2 separate regions of the Sus scrofa genome follow, and region 2 is linked to region 1. The links are chromatin contacts, called in public Hi-C maps. All regions are on one chromosome and are shown on one strand. The core of a region is the stretch at or near the end of the contact, and the rest is flanking DNA. Distances in the headings are between cores, read along the strand shown. Region 1 holds the start of FAM71E1 (protein FAM71E1). Region 2 holds the start of NR1H2 (oxysterols receptor LXR-beta).

What was found. Hi-C and Micro-C count contacts between places; a contact is called where the count stands out from the background.
Region 2: a Hi-C map of liver shows a contact between it and region 1, with 4 times the contacts expected there. The contact joins the promoter of NR1H2 here to the promoter of FAM71E1 in region 1. A contact is called at or near these places in 2 of 5 promoter capture datasets (fetal liver and liver), 12 of 47 Hi-C or Micro-C datasets (alveolar macrophages, blood, epiblast stem cells and 4 more) and 2 of 2 datasets of contacts at active chromatin or transcription factors (alveolar macrophages and skeletal muscle).

What each region holds. Positions count from the first base shown.
Region 1 is chr6:55,312,676-55,318,615 of Sscrofa11.1, reverse strand. FAM71E1 (protein FAM71E1) reads left to right here and starts at 2,347. Exons shown (of 5, transcript XM_005664786.3): 1 at 2,347-2,514; 2 at 2,691-2,809; 3 at 3,165-3,295. The coding sequence starts at 2,445. It overlaps EMC10 (ER membrane protein complex subunit 10), which reads right to left and starts at 2,232. Exons shown (of 7, transcript XM_003127366.5): 1 at 1,998-2,232; 2 at 832-904. The coding sequence starts at 2,111.
Region 2 is chr6:55,235,069-55,241,681 of Sscrofa11.1, reverse strand. It overlaps NR1H2 (oxysterols receptor LXR-beta), which reads right to left and starts at 3,146. Exons shown (of 10, transcript XM_005664782.3): 1 at 2,990-3,146; 2 at 2,742-2,876; 3 at 2,137-2,201; 4 at 1,919-2,050; 5 at 1,326-1,616; 6 at 972-1,243; 7 at 600-779; 8 at 1-15. The coding sequence starts at 2,182.

The DNA of each region.
Region 1 (5,940 bases), core at 1,098-3,597:
GCAGCAACTAAGTCGCTTCCCCTTACCCAGCCCGTTTTCCCACCTAAAAACTGCAGACACCTCCACCCCATCCTGCCCTCTTGCCTCCCAGGGCCACCCTCAGCCAAAACCCAAACCCTGCAGCTCCTAAGCCCTGTTTCGGCCTTGCCGGGGGAGCCAGGGTCACAGGCATAACCTATCTGAGCCTCAGTTTCCCCAGCTGCAGAACACAGGGGCTGGAGAGCCTGGGAGCTCCCAACCAAGCCCTAGGCATTCTCGGGCAGAGGCCAGGGTCCGAAAAGGGAGGCCTCAGAGGGGCCCAGCTTCAGTGTTCATGACAAGTGCCCCTAAAGTCTGGGGCCTCAGGCTCAATTATGATGCCCCAGGAGTCTGGCTGCCCAAACTGTGGCAGTTTGAGTTGGGCTTTAGAGAGGCACCAGCTCTGCTGCTCAACTGCAAGAGGATCTTGTCAGGTGTCCTTCTGAGCCTCGGCTTCCTCTTCTGCAAAAAGGGGGCTTTCCTTAGCACCTACTACTTTACACGACTACCGCGAGGATGTGTGAGTTAATACACGAAGGGCAGCCAACTACGAGGGCAGTGGGTCAGGGCACGGGGCACTTGATCAAAGTCGGCTCTGAGGCTGGAACCGCTGTGCTGACCTTTCTGAAAAGAGCATCTGCCCTGCAGCTAAGGGAGTATTCAAAGGCAGAGCTTCTATGCCCCTCCTCACCCCCCCCCCCAGTGGGATGCTAACACACTCCCAAGAGCGAAGTGTTTCACACTGGGTGGCACCCAGACCGGAGTTCCTGACCTCACAGGGCACCAGACAGGTCAGGACGTTACTGGACTCACCGATCTCAAATGAGTGCTCCAGCAGCAGCCCCACGGTGCCGCAGCCCTCGCCCTCTCGACTTTCAGCCCCAGCCTGCAGGGGACAGAGAGGGCTGAGGCCAAGGATCGTCAGAGCCTGCAGTTCCACAGGACCCAGAGATCCGAAGACAGAGCAGCAGGGTGCAGGAAGAGCCTTATTTTCATACCCGTATCCAAACAGTGACACTTGCCCCCGATTCCACTAGGAACTGCCCATTTCATGAAAACCAGACCCCGCAAACCAGCAGAACTTCCTTTCCAAGGTCACTTTCATGCCTAGGGTCATAAATATTCATGGGCACCCTGGGCTTCCTTCCCAAGCTAATATCCAAGCGGCCTCGTTTTCACTTTAACAGCCCCAACAGCCATGAGGCCCCCGCCCCGAGTTCCACCCTAACAAGCACACGCAAGTTCCCTTCCTTTTCTCCAACTCTCCAAATTTCTCAGACGTCTGTGTCCTCCACTCTACTGCCACAAGCCCGCCGGCAACCTTGATCCAGATTTAATCCCCAAGCTAAATGCTGCGCCCTCCTCATGAATATTCATGATCCAGAACTCCTCTCCCTTCGCCTTTTTCATTTTAGCCGCCCGAGTTCTGATTCGCCAAGATTCCACCCACGTCAGAACTTCTCGAGCAGATTCACGACTGCAGATTCCTAGCCTTCGAAATGTTTAGGTTTTTTTTTTCTTTTTGGCAGCGCACGCGGCATGAGGAAGTTCTCGGGCTAGGGATCGAACCCGTGCCAGAGCAGCGACCCAGGCCGTTGCAGCGACAACGGCAGATCCTTAACCTGCTGGGCCACAAGAAAATTCCGTTCAAATGTTAAAGATCTTGCCCCAACCTTCTCTTTCGGAATAGTCTCGTATTCACCGCACCGAACACCCGTCCGCACCCCCCCAAAAAAAACAACCCCAACCGAGCCCCGCCCCCTCATGCATATTCACTAACTAGTATCTTCCTAATTATCCTCTCACTTTCTCCCAGTCCTGCGGCCTCGGGCATGCACCTCGGGACCGCTTTCCCGGGTTTGCAACCTTGTCTTCCCTCAGCCCAGCGCAGCCTCGCTCCCACCATAACCGACCTAAAAGCCCGAGACACACAATTTCCGTCAGGCTCCGTGCTCCGTGCAGAGCGAATAAGCACTCACCCCCCGCACAGAGGCCCCGGACCTGCAACCACTACCCCTCGCCCGGCTGGGGGCTGCTGCAGCCATCACCAAGAGCAGCAGCAGCCGAGTAGCCCCAGCGCGGGCCCCGGCCATTTCGGCCCTTTCCCACCAGGCACCGGGCAGGAGTGAGCCGGGAGCCGCGGAGCACGCCGGGAAAAACGGGCCGCACCTCGTCGCCCGTGCGCCTGCGCCTTGCGTCGGCGCACTAGCGCCCGCCGTTACCGGGCAGAACGTCAGCGGAGCGGCCTCCGCTCCATCCGGGTCTCTGGGCACCTCCCCTGGATGACGCTACAGTCGCGGACGGCTTCTCCGTGACGTAGTCAAACCCCGTCCGCTGCGTTGTGACGTCACAGAGCCTACGGCCCCGCCCCCCTATTTTCTCCGAGGGCGCCTCCCTGCGTTTCCTCTAAGGGGCGGGGCGTTGCGATGAAACCAGTGCACCAGCCTAAGCCCGCCCCTGGTGGAGCCGGTGAGGCGGGACTAGGTGGGATGGCAGGTGAGAGGCGGAGCCGGGCCTGGAGGGGTTGGACCGGGTGAGGGATGGGGACTGCGATGCGGAGACCGCTAGCCCGAAACCCCCTATCCTCAGCGCGGGGTGGCCCGGGCCCTACCAGCTGGAGGGCCCCGGCGCAGGCTCTTGGAATAGACCTGAGAACTTCGCTGCCCCTGTAGAACGCCCCCTGTTTCCAGCCTGCCCCACGGGCCGGCCCGGGCGGCTCCAACGCCATCTCCTGAGCGGCGAGTTCGACCAGCTGCGAGACTTCCCCATCTTTGAGAGCAACTTCGTGCAGGTGTGAAGACCCAGGACCCTCCTAGCGCAAGCCTGAACCCCGATCTCCTGCCTTAGGGAACCTCTGTTCTCCCTGCTTCTGATCACTCCCCCATCACGCCCATCTCCTGAGATTCCTGACTGACACACACACACACACACACCACACACACACACACCACACCCCCGCCACGCCAGTACCTCCAAACCTGGCCTCTGATTCCCTGGGTCCAGTTTCCAGGCCTTCATATCCATATGACTCTTGACCTTTGACCCCTTGATTTGGTGGTTAACTTCCTTGGTTCCTTGAACCATAAACCTACCCAAATTCCTGCCCCCCATCTATCCAGCTTCTAACCTCTGACCCCCGGCCCCAGGTGACCCGGTTAGGAGAAGTTGCCAACAAGGTCACCATGGGGGTGGCAGCCTCCAGTCCAGCCCTGGAACTTCCAGACCTGTTGCTGCTGGCCGGCCCTGCCAAGGAGAACGGATGCCTGCAGCTCTTCGGGTGACTGCCCCCACCCCGGCCTAGACCTCTTCCTTCCCCAGCTCTGGGCATCCTAGGCCCCCTGCAGCACCTTCTTCCACCCAGACGACCCACGAGGGCTGCCAGCCCTCTCCAGGCTACTGTCCACCTGGAGAACAAGGACAGGGCCATCCAACAGGGGCCGGAAATCAGGGATGGATAGACAGGAGGGGGACAGCCCTCAGTCACACCCTGGCAGGGTCAGGAGAATGACCACTTATGCAGCACTTACTGCATGCCAGGTGTCCCCTGGACCACATGCATAGTCCCACCTCTGACCTCATAGTCTCGTATAATGGGGCCCCTCAGCCCAGTGCTCCAAAAAGAAACCCTGAGTCCCAGAGAGGGGAGCCACTTGCTCAGCACCCTGTGGTAGGTCAGAGGTGGAGTCTTGAGTTCCCGTGCCACATGCCACACTACCCCTTCAGGGTTTTGTGTTTTTTTGGCTGCACCTAGGGCATGTGGAAGTTCCTGGGCCAGGGATCAAACCTGAGCCACAGCAGCAACCAAGGCCGCAGCAATGACAACATGAGATCCTTAACCCCCTGCACCACAGGGAACTCCCAGGTCTTTGTCTTCTGCTTTGAAAAAGTAATGCAAATACACTCCAAAGTACAAGACACACATAGCCCGAAATAGGCTTTTCTCCCATCCAAGGCTCCTGCCTCCAACTCCAGCTGCAAATACCAAAACACTCACAGGCGTATAGTATATTAACAGAAATGCTCTGCTGCCGGCTTTCACTTTTTTGACTACATCTCACAGATACTGAAAGAAAAGTAGGCGAGGGGAAGAGGGGGAGGGAAGGAAGGAAGGGTGGAGTCACACTGTCTCTCTCTCTCTCTCACACACACACACACACACACACACACACTCACACAGTCCTTTGCAATTCTGAAATCCAAAAAGCTTTGTTCTTTTTTTTGGTAACTCACTCAGTGGTAGAATCTGATTCTGGCCTGAGCTAACTTCTACTTCCAGCCTTTATTTATTCCTCCCCCTGTATAAATTTAAAACATTTCACAAAGTCGTATTCTGATGCCCCCACTGGGCACTGGGACATTCTGTACTGTATTCCTTTTCTTTGCTTCTCAGGGCAGCACCCATGGCATATGGAGGTTCCAGACTAAGGGGTCAAATAAAAGCTACAACTGCTGGCCTACATCACAGCCACAGCCACAGCCACAGCAACGCAGGATCCAAGCCATGTCTGCAGACTACACCACAGCTCATGGTGATGCCAGATCCCTTAACCCATAGATTCTGGGCCAGCGCAGACAAGCACGTTGGGTGCATTTGCTATTTTATTTATGTCTGCGCCCGCAGCCGACAGAAGTTCCAGGGCCAGAGACTGAACCTGCGCCACAGCAGTGGCAACTGGGGATCCTTAACCTGCTGAGCCACCGGGGAACTCTCTGCTTTCTTTAAACCCAGGAGCAGTGGAGTTCCCTAGCAGCTTAGCAGTTAAGGATCCAACGCTGTCACTCAGGTTTGATGCCTGGCCAGGAAGTTCTGCCTGCTGTGGATGCAGCCAAAAAACAAAAACAAAAAATGAACCAGCAGCAGCTGTGTGCTCCACCCTTCTACTCTGCCCGCTCCCTCATCAGTACCACATCAGCAGTCATTGCACAGCAACCTGAGCAGGGCTACCAGAGCCTCTTATGAACCCGCAAAATTGACCAACCTCTGCCCCCTTGGACACCCAACCTGCGACTGGCCTCTTGCTGTGACGATGTCCTTGACTGCGTGGCTGTCTTCAGACAGCCCCGGTTCAAATCCTGGCTTCACCTTTTCTTTCACTGTCTTTGGCCAAGTTTCCTACCTGTCTGGACCTCAGTTTTCACATCTGCAACATGGGAATAAGGGGAGAGCCCACCTTGCAGGTGACCGACAGGGATCCACAGAGCAAACGTTTGTAAACGGCCTGGAACTGCCCCTGGAAGAGGGTACGCCCTCTGCAATGTCACCTGTTGTTCTCCCATTTGGAAGACGTCATAATAAGCGTCTCCTCTGGAGGGACACGATGCATCCTGTGCCCTCGGGTTACAGCCAGCGTGGTAGGCAGGGGGCACCCACGTGCACCAGTGTGAGGGTGTCTGGAAGATAAGTGCTTGAGGTAGTATCGCTGGGCCTGAGGCTGGGAGGGGGGCTACCCAGGGTCATGAGAACATGGGGTCAGATCCCTGCTGTGTGATCTAGGCCGAGTCTACCCACCCTCTCCGGATGGCTGGGCCTCCGGATTGTTCCCTCCTGTGCCCTGTTGGACCTTGGGTCAGGCTGGCAACCTGAGCAATTGATTTATTCAAATACTCAGCAAGCATTCGTTGAGCACCAACCAAGGGTCAGCTCTGGGGACTAGGGAAGCAGCAGTGAGCAAAATTGAACCCAAATTCCTGCCCTCAAGCTCACCTTCCTCTGGGAGGGAAGGCAGGATAGACGTCAGTTTGCCCAGTGGGTAAGACTTATGGGGACATGCGGGGGGATCTGCAAGGGCAGATTCGGTTGTAAATAGGCCGGAGGTTGTAAACTGATCTTCTCCCTGAGAAAGGTGGCGTTTTTTTTTCCCCCTTCGTTTTCTTAGGGCCGCACCCGCAGTATATGGAGGTTCCCAGGCTAGGGGTCTAATC
Region 2 (6,613 bases), core at 1,897-4,396, 78 kb after region 1:
CTCCAGCAGCATGATCTGAGGCAGGCGGGGAGAGGGGTCAGCAGGGAGAGGGGTCAGCAGGGGCTTAAGGAGCCCCTATGAGCCCTGAGCCACTGTCCCCCTCCCCCGGCCTGAGTGAGACGCCCACTTGCTGGGATCAGCCCTCCCGGCTCTGGCCCCCATTCTCCCAGCCACACGGCCTGCAGGCAGCATGGGGGACCCTCTGAGCTCTCTCCCTCCTCCAGGGTCGGCACCCCCAGCCTCTTCCGCTCAGGACACTCTCCTGAGTGGGTGTGAGGCCTGCGGCAGAGCTCGCTTGTCTGTTTTGTTCACTGCCACACGCCCAGCACTAGGGACAGGGCCAGGTGTACACACTAGGTACTCAATGCTTACTCCAATTCTCAATTATCCTCAGAGCCTCAGGCCCTGTTTCCTTTCTCTCCATGCCTCGTGGGAGGCTCTGATGACTTGCTTAGGTCTCCTGTAGAATGTCATCCCCACAAGGACAAGGACTGGAGTCTTGCTTGTCCCTCTGCTCCCAGCATCTTCCTGGGGCTTATTGCTGGGTTCCGAGGGCAGGATGGAAAGGCCTTGCTGAGGCCGGGAGGGCTGGCCATTACCTCAATGGTGGATGCCTTCAGGAGGGCGATCTGGTCCTCACGACCCAGCTGCAGGAAGCCAGGCACCTGCTTGGCGAAGTCCACGATCTCCTGAACTGAGATGATGGCCAGCTCCGTGAAGTGGGCGAAACGCTGCTGGCGAGCATCTCGGGACTGGGGGTCTGCGCCCAGGGGCCAGGGCTGGGGATATGGGGCGCCAGGTTACTCTCAGGACTTTTCCCAGGGGCCCAACGCTATGGGCCCCTCGAGACAAAGCCGAAACTCCCTAGGAGCCCCTCCTCTCAAAGCCCCTGCCCTCTGGAGCCACATCCTCCCCTGGGGCCTTGACCCCTCGGGGCCCATCACCCCTCGAGGCTGGGGAAGGGGCAGTACCGTGACTTTGGGCTGGTCCGAGAAGGAGCGTTTATTGCACTGCAGCTGGGCCGCCACCAACTGCTGGATCATCAGTTCCTGCGCAGCTGTTAACTGGATGCCCTCGCCTTCCCCAGAGCCCTGGCCACCCCCGTCGGATCCTCCAGGGGAGGCCCCCGGCCCAGAAGCCGAGCCGCTGCTGACTCCGGGCGCTGTGGGTGATGACTGCTGCTGCTGCTGCTGCTGCTGCTTCCGAATCTTCTTCTTCCGTATCTGCTCTTTGGAGAGGACGCCTGGTGGGGAGACACGGGCTTCAACAGAAGCCCCAGGGCTGGGCAGGGGCCAGGCTGGCACCGCTTCCTTCCTGGCACTCACACTGCTCCCTCATCCCAGCCTCCTTGCACTTTCTCAGCCGGCACTGCTGGCACTTGCGCCGCATGAAGGCATCCATCTGGCAGGTTCCACCGCCCCGGCAGGCATAGCGCCCGGCCCCGCCTCGGATCACACTTCGCCGGAAGAAGCCCTTGCAGCCTTCACAGCTGAGCACGTTGTAGTGGAAGCCGGAGGCCGTGTCCCCGCACACTTGGCACAGCTCGTCGCCCAGCATCTTTGGAGCCGGGCCCTTCTTTCGCTTCCGCTCCGGCTCCTCTGCTGGGTCTAGGATGACTGGCATGAGTGGACAGAAGCCATGAGAGACAAATCCACAAAGATAAACGGTGGCCAGAAGGGAAACATCCACGAAAGATCGGAGGCAAAGAACCAGAGTGAAGAGGGTGACCCAGAGAGATGACGATGAGAGAGAAAGATGTGTATGTCAGTGAACCTCAGTGGACCAAAATAAGAGGTGGCAAGGATGCCTGGGAGAGGAACTAGCGCTGCCCGGCCCCGCTTCTGCTCTTTCTCCCTTCCTAGATCCCACCTCAAACCTCCATACCAACCCCAGTCCGTGTGCCTGGGCGCCATCTCACCCACAACGGAGGCTGAGCCGGCCCCGTCAGTGCTCGGGACATCAGGGTCCGCCCCTCCGGGCAATGGCTCAGGGCCATCCTCCTTTCCATCGGATGAAGACGACAGAGTGCTGGGCTGAAGGGGACCATTACCTGGGAGATGGAGGCACAGTGGGTTTCTCCTGACAATAGTCTGATGGGGCGGGGGGGCAGTGGCTGGGTGGGGGAGAGTCACTCACCACCAGGCAAGGGGGTGTCCAGGGAACTCGTGGTGGGGGTGGACATGGTGGGGTCACGGAGCAGCCTGCAGAATACAGGGGGCCTGAGAGCCTTGTGGGGCCAGAGAGGGTCAGGTTACGCCAGCCACAGGTCTCAATGGGGCACCTCCCTCTTCATCTCTTCCAGACTCTTCACCCTACTGTGTACAAACCCCACTCCCAGCCCCTGACAGCCTTCGGACCCTCCCACCCAGTTCTAACAGGCCACGCCCCCTTATGCTCCAGGACAGCCCTCAGCAGGGCCAAGCCCCGCCCTCCCCTAGACCCCAACCACTCCTAGATCCCGCCCACCCGCTTTTTCCAGAAACGTCCCGTCCCTTCGTCCCTGCAGTTTCAAGTGCTCTACCCTCACTTCCTCTCTCCCATCCAGTTTCACCCCACCTACTTTTACTCAGACTTCACTCCACCTCCACCGAGGAAGCGCCCTCATCTCTCATTCTGATCCCACCTCCTCCCATTATGCTCCGCCCACACCTCCTAGGTCTCCCCATCCCTTCCAGGCCCCGCCCCACCCCCTCCCATCACATCCTGCCTCCACCCCTTCCCGTGATGCTCCGCCCCCATACCTCTCTCCAGGTCCCGCCCCTCTCCGAACACCAGTGGGGGGCGGGGCTCATGGCTGCGCGCGAGGGTCTCGTGGGCGGCTTCTTGTGGGGGTCTCCTACTTTTGTTGCCCTGGAAACAGCCGGCGGCGGCGCGAGCTAAGGAAGGGAAGGGGTGGAAGGAGAGGAGGGGGCTGAGCCAAGCAGCGCGGGGAACGCCGGGAAGCCCCAGGCCCAGGGCTCCTCCCGCGTCTCCCCACACTCGGGTGCACCTGCTTTCGTCCCCTTGTTCTGCTTCTCTTCTGCCGCCTCCGTATCTGCTGGCACGGCGCCGCGACTAGGGTCCCCTCAAAAGTAACTTCGCCACTTCTTCCGGCAACCCCACCACGCGTCACTTCCGGAAGTGGGCGTGGAGTCAGGATGACGGAATTCCGGTCCGTCTAGGGGTAGCCTAAGCGGCTGTCTCTTACGGATGGCGGCTGCCGCCCGGAAGTTCGCGTTACCGGGTAGCTCCACGGAAGGCCGGAAGAAGAGTTCCGGTTCCATTCAATCCAAAGTGGGGCGGGAGGGCGGCGTGGCTAGTCCCAAACCTCCCTGCCCCGCCCAGTGTTGCTTTAAACTCTGCCCTGTGCCTCCCTGGGCTCGCGGGATTTACCGGCGTCGTCTCCCCGGCTACAGCTTTTTTCCCCCCATGGCTCTTCTAAAGCGTATTTGTTCTTTTTTGGTTGTTATAATTTTTTCAGATTTTGGAACTGAGCTGCTTGTTGGTTTTAAATAAGTTAATTACATACCTAGACGCAGAAAAAAAATGTATTTTAAAAATAATTCGGGAGTTCCTGCTGCCCGCCAGTGGGTTAAGAATCCGACTCCAGTGGCTCGGGTCACTGCGGAGGTGCGGGTTCCATTTGGCAGGCACATTGGGTTAAAGGATCTGGCTGTTGCTGGGCTTGAATTCAGTCCCTGGCCGGGGAACTTCCATTTGCTCCAAGTGGGGCCATAAAATAAATAATTTGGTGATAGGAAGAATTAAAAAAAAAAAAAAAGAAAGAAAGCTCCCTTGTGACTCAGGGGGTTAAAGATCCGGTGTTGACTCTGCAGCGGCCCGGGTTGCTGCTGTGGTACGGGTTCAATTCCCTGGCCCAGGAACTTCCACCTGCCACAGCGTGACCAAAAAAGAAAAGCAAAAAGAAAACTCAATACTTGGACAGGTAGAAGATGAGAGTTGTTCCAAAGTCTTTTCAATTACAATTAGATCTATATCGAGCATATAAGCATTTTTTAAAAAATGGGAGTATTTCGTTCCTGGGTTTCTGCACCAAAAAATAAACAATAAAAAATTTTAAAATGGGAATATATACTCTATGGTCTCTTTTGACTTGTTTTGTCCATTCCAGCGTGGCCTTCAAGCTGTGGGATTTTCCACCCGAGGTTGTTTACCAATAAAGCAGAGTGACTAACACGGCATTGGGAGATGACTGAACTCCCGTGTACTTAGGAGTGGAGTTTCTGAGTTCTACAGTAACTCTGTGTTTACTTTTTTTTTAACATGTACAGATGTAAAACAAATTTTAATTGGCCCCAAGCAAATGATAGAATGGCACAATACTATTTACAATTCACCAGAATTCTCCATCCTTAGCATGAAGCTTATGATAAACACAGAAATTGCCTATAAAATGGAAAAAGAATTTTTTTCAAACATAAAGCAACCCCCTAGGGGCATTTCAGGATTTTGTTCAGTTACATGTTTGTTTGTTTTTGTTTTGTTTTGTTTTTTGGCTTTTCTGGGGCCACTCCGTGGCATATGGAGGTTCCCAGGCTAGGGGTCAAATTGGAGCTGTAGCCGCTGCCGGCCTACACAAGAGCAACGAGGGATCCGAGCTGTGTCTGCAACCTACACCACAGCTCAGGGCAACACCGGATCCTTAACCCACTGAGCAAGGGCAGGGGCTGAACCCACAACCTCATGGTTCCTAGTCGGATTCGTTAACCACTGCACCACAATGGGAACTTCTCATTCAGTTACATGTTAAAATCCTCCAAGTGCTGCCATGGTGAACCTTAAAAAAAATGTGACTCGATTTCTAATTAATGTAAATTAATGTCTTTGATTTAATACGCCATGCGATTATTTAAGTTTTATGTGTAGCTTTTGTCGTGTGTGTGTGTTGTGTTGTGTCGTGTCCTGTGTGTGTTTTATTTAACTCTTTTGAGGAGCTGCCAGACCACGTGCATCTCTTTACATCCCCGGCAACGCTATCCCAAGATTTCAGTTTCTTTGCTACCTTACCACTGCTTGGTATTTTCTGTCTTTTTTTATTATGGTCCTTTTAGTGGGTGTGAATAGATATTTCATCATGGTTTTAATTTGTACTTTCCTGATGGCTCTTCCCCTGACACCCCCCCCCCCACACACACACTCTGCATGTGGAAGTTCCCGGGCCAGGGATCGAACACTTGTCACAGCACCAACACAAACTGAAATGGAAACACCCAGCATAAACCGGGACGGGGACTTGAACCCGGGGTCACTCACCTGGTGTCTGGACGCACCTGATACTGAGGCGCAGGTTCTGTTTGTGTCTCAGTGCAGAAGGAATTTAGCGAAAGATAAGTGGTAGGCAAGAAATGGATTTATTAAGATAGGACGCTTGTGAGAGATACAGGTGGGCAGGTGAGGAGGCTCATGTTTATAATCCAATGAGGGTGGGAGGGGGAAAAGACCGCCCTCTTCCTGATTCTTCCAGTAGACGTCATGCTGACATCACTAGCTCCTCCTTCATCTCGGGTAGGAGAGACTTTGACCTGTGAGGTCAAACCAGGACTGTCGTGGCGCTTACTCAGATCAGCGGGAGGGTGGTAACATAGGTTGAAATATGTTGAATCATTGCAGGTTTCTGTAACAATGAGGGGCTCCTACTTTGGGAGGTCACCTTTCCCTTAAATTCCTGTCTTAAGGATCACTATCTTGCCCAACTTGAAGACAATACTCCTTTAATCTCTCATTCAATGACCTGAGGCATATCTCGTGCTTCGATTTATGGTTTTATAGTTAAGCAAGGCTGCTTTGTGCCATGATGTTCTGATGACTTTCTTGAGCAATTATTAACTTACAGTGGTCTCCCAAATTTCCCTAGGTTTCCCTCTCTAGCCATGGTCGCCTACTGGGGCTTCTACAACTCCCTGTGTAGCTAACTATCCTCTATCCTTATCAGAACTACCGCAGTGACAAGCTGGATACTTAACCTGCTGAGCACACAATTCCTCTGTTTTTATTTCAAATCATTTCTCGTGTTTAACTCTGCCTTTACTATTCTGAAGTGAAATCAGAGATAAGATCGATGAACTAAGGGGAGTGTCTGTCATGGCTCAGCGGTTTAGGAACCTGACTAGCATCCATGAGGATGTGGGTTCCATCCCTGGCCTTGCTCAGTGGGTTAAGGATCCAGTGTTGCCAGGCGCTGTGGTGTAGGTCGCAGACACGGCTCGGATCTCGTGTTGCTGTGGTTGTGGTGTAGGCCGGCAGTTGCAGCTCCAATTCGACCCCTAGCCTGGGAACTTCCCATACGCTGCGGGTGCAGTCCTAAAAAGGAAAGAAGAAAAAGGTAAAAAAAAGAACTCAACCAATTCCCCAACAACTAGAAAATTGTTCATTTCACTTCGCCAAATGTCATGTGAATGAGGAATACATGGAAATCATGAAACCCTGCAAGACCTTGGGAGGCTTTGCTCCCCAGTACAAAGCTTTCTGTGCCCCTCTTTTCTAGTTAGTAGGAAATAGCCCCTATTCTGCCGCCTAGACCTTCCAGAATACCAAAGAGCAGATTCAAAGGATTGCTAATCTGGGAATTAAGAGAATGCAGAGACAAAGCGAGCACAATCAAGAAATCAAATTA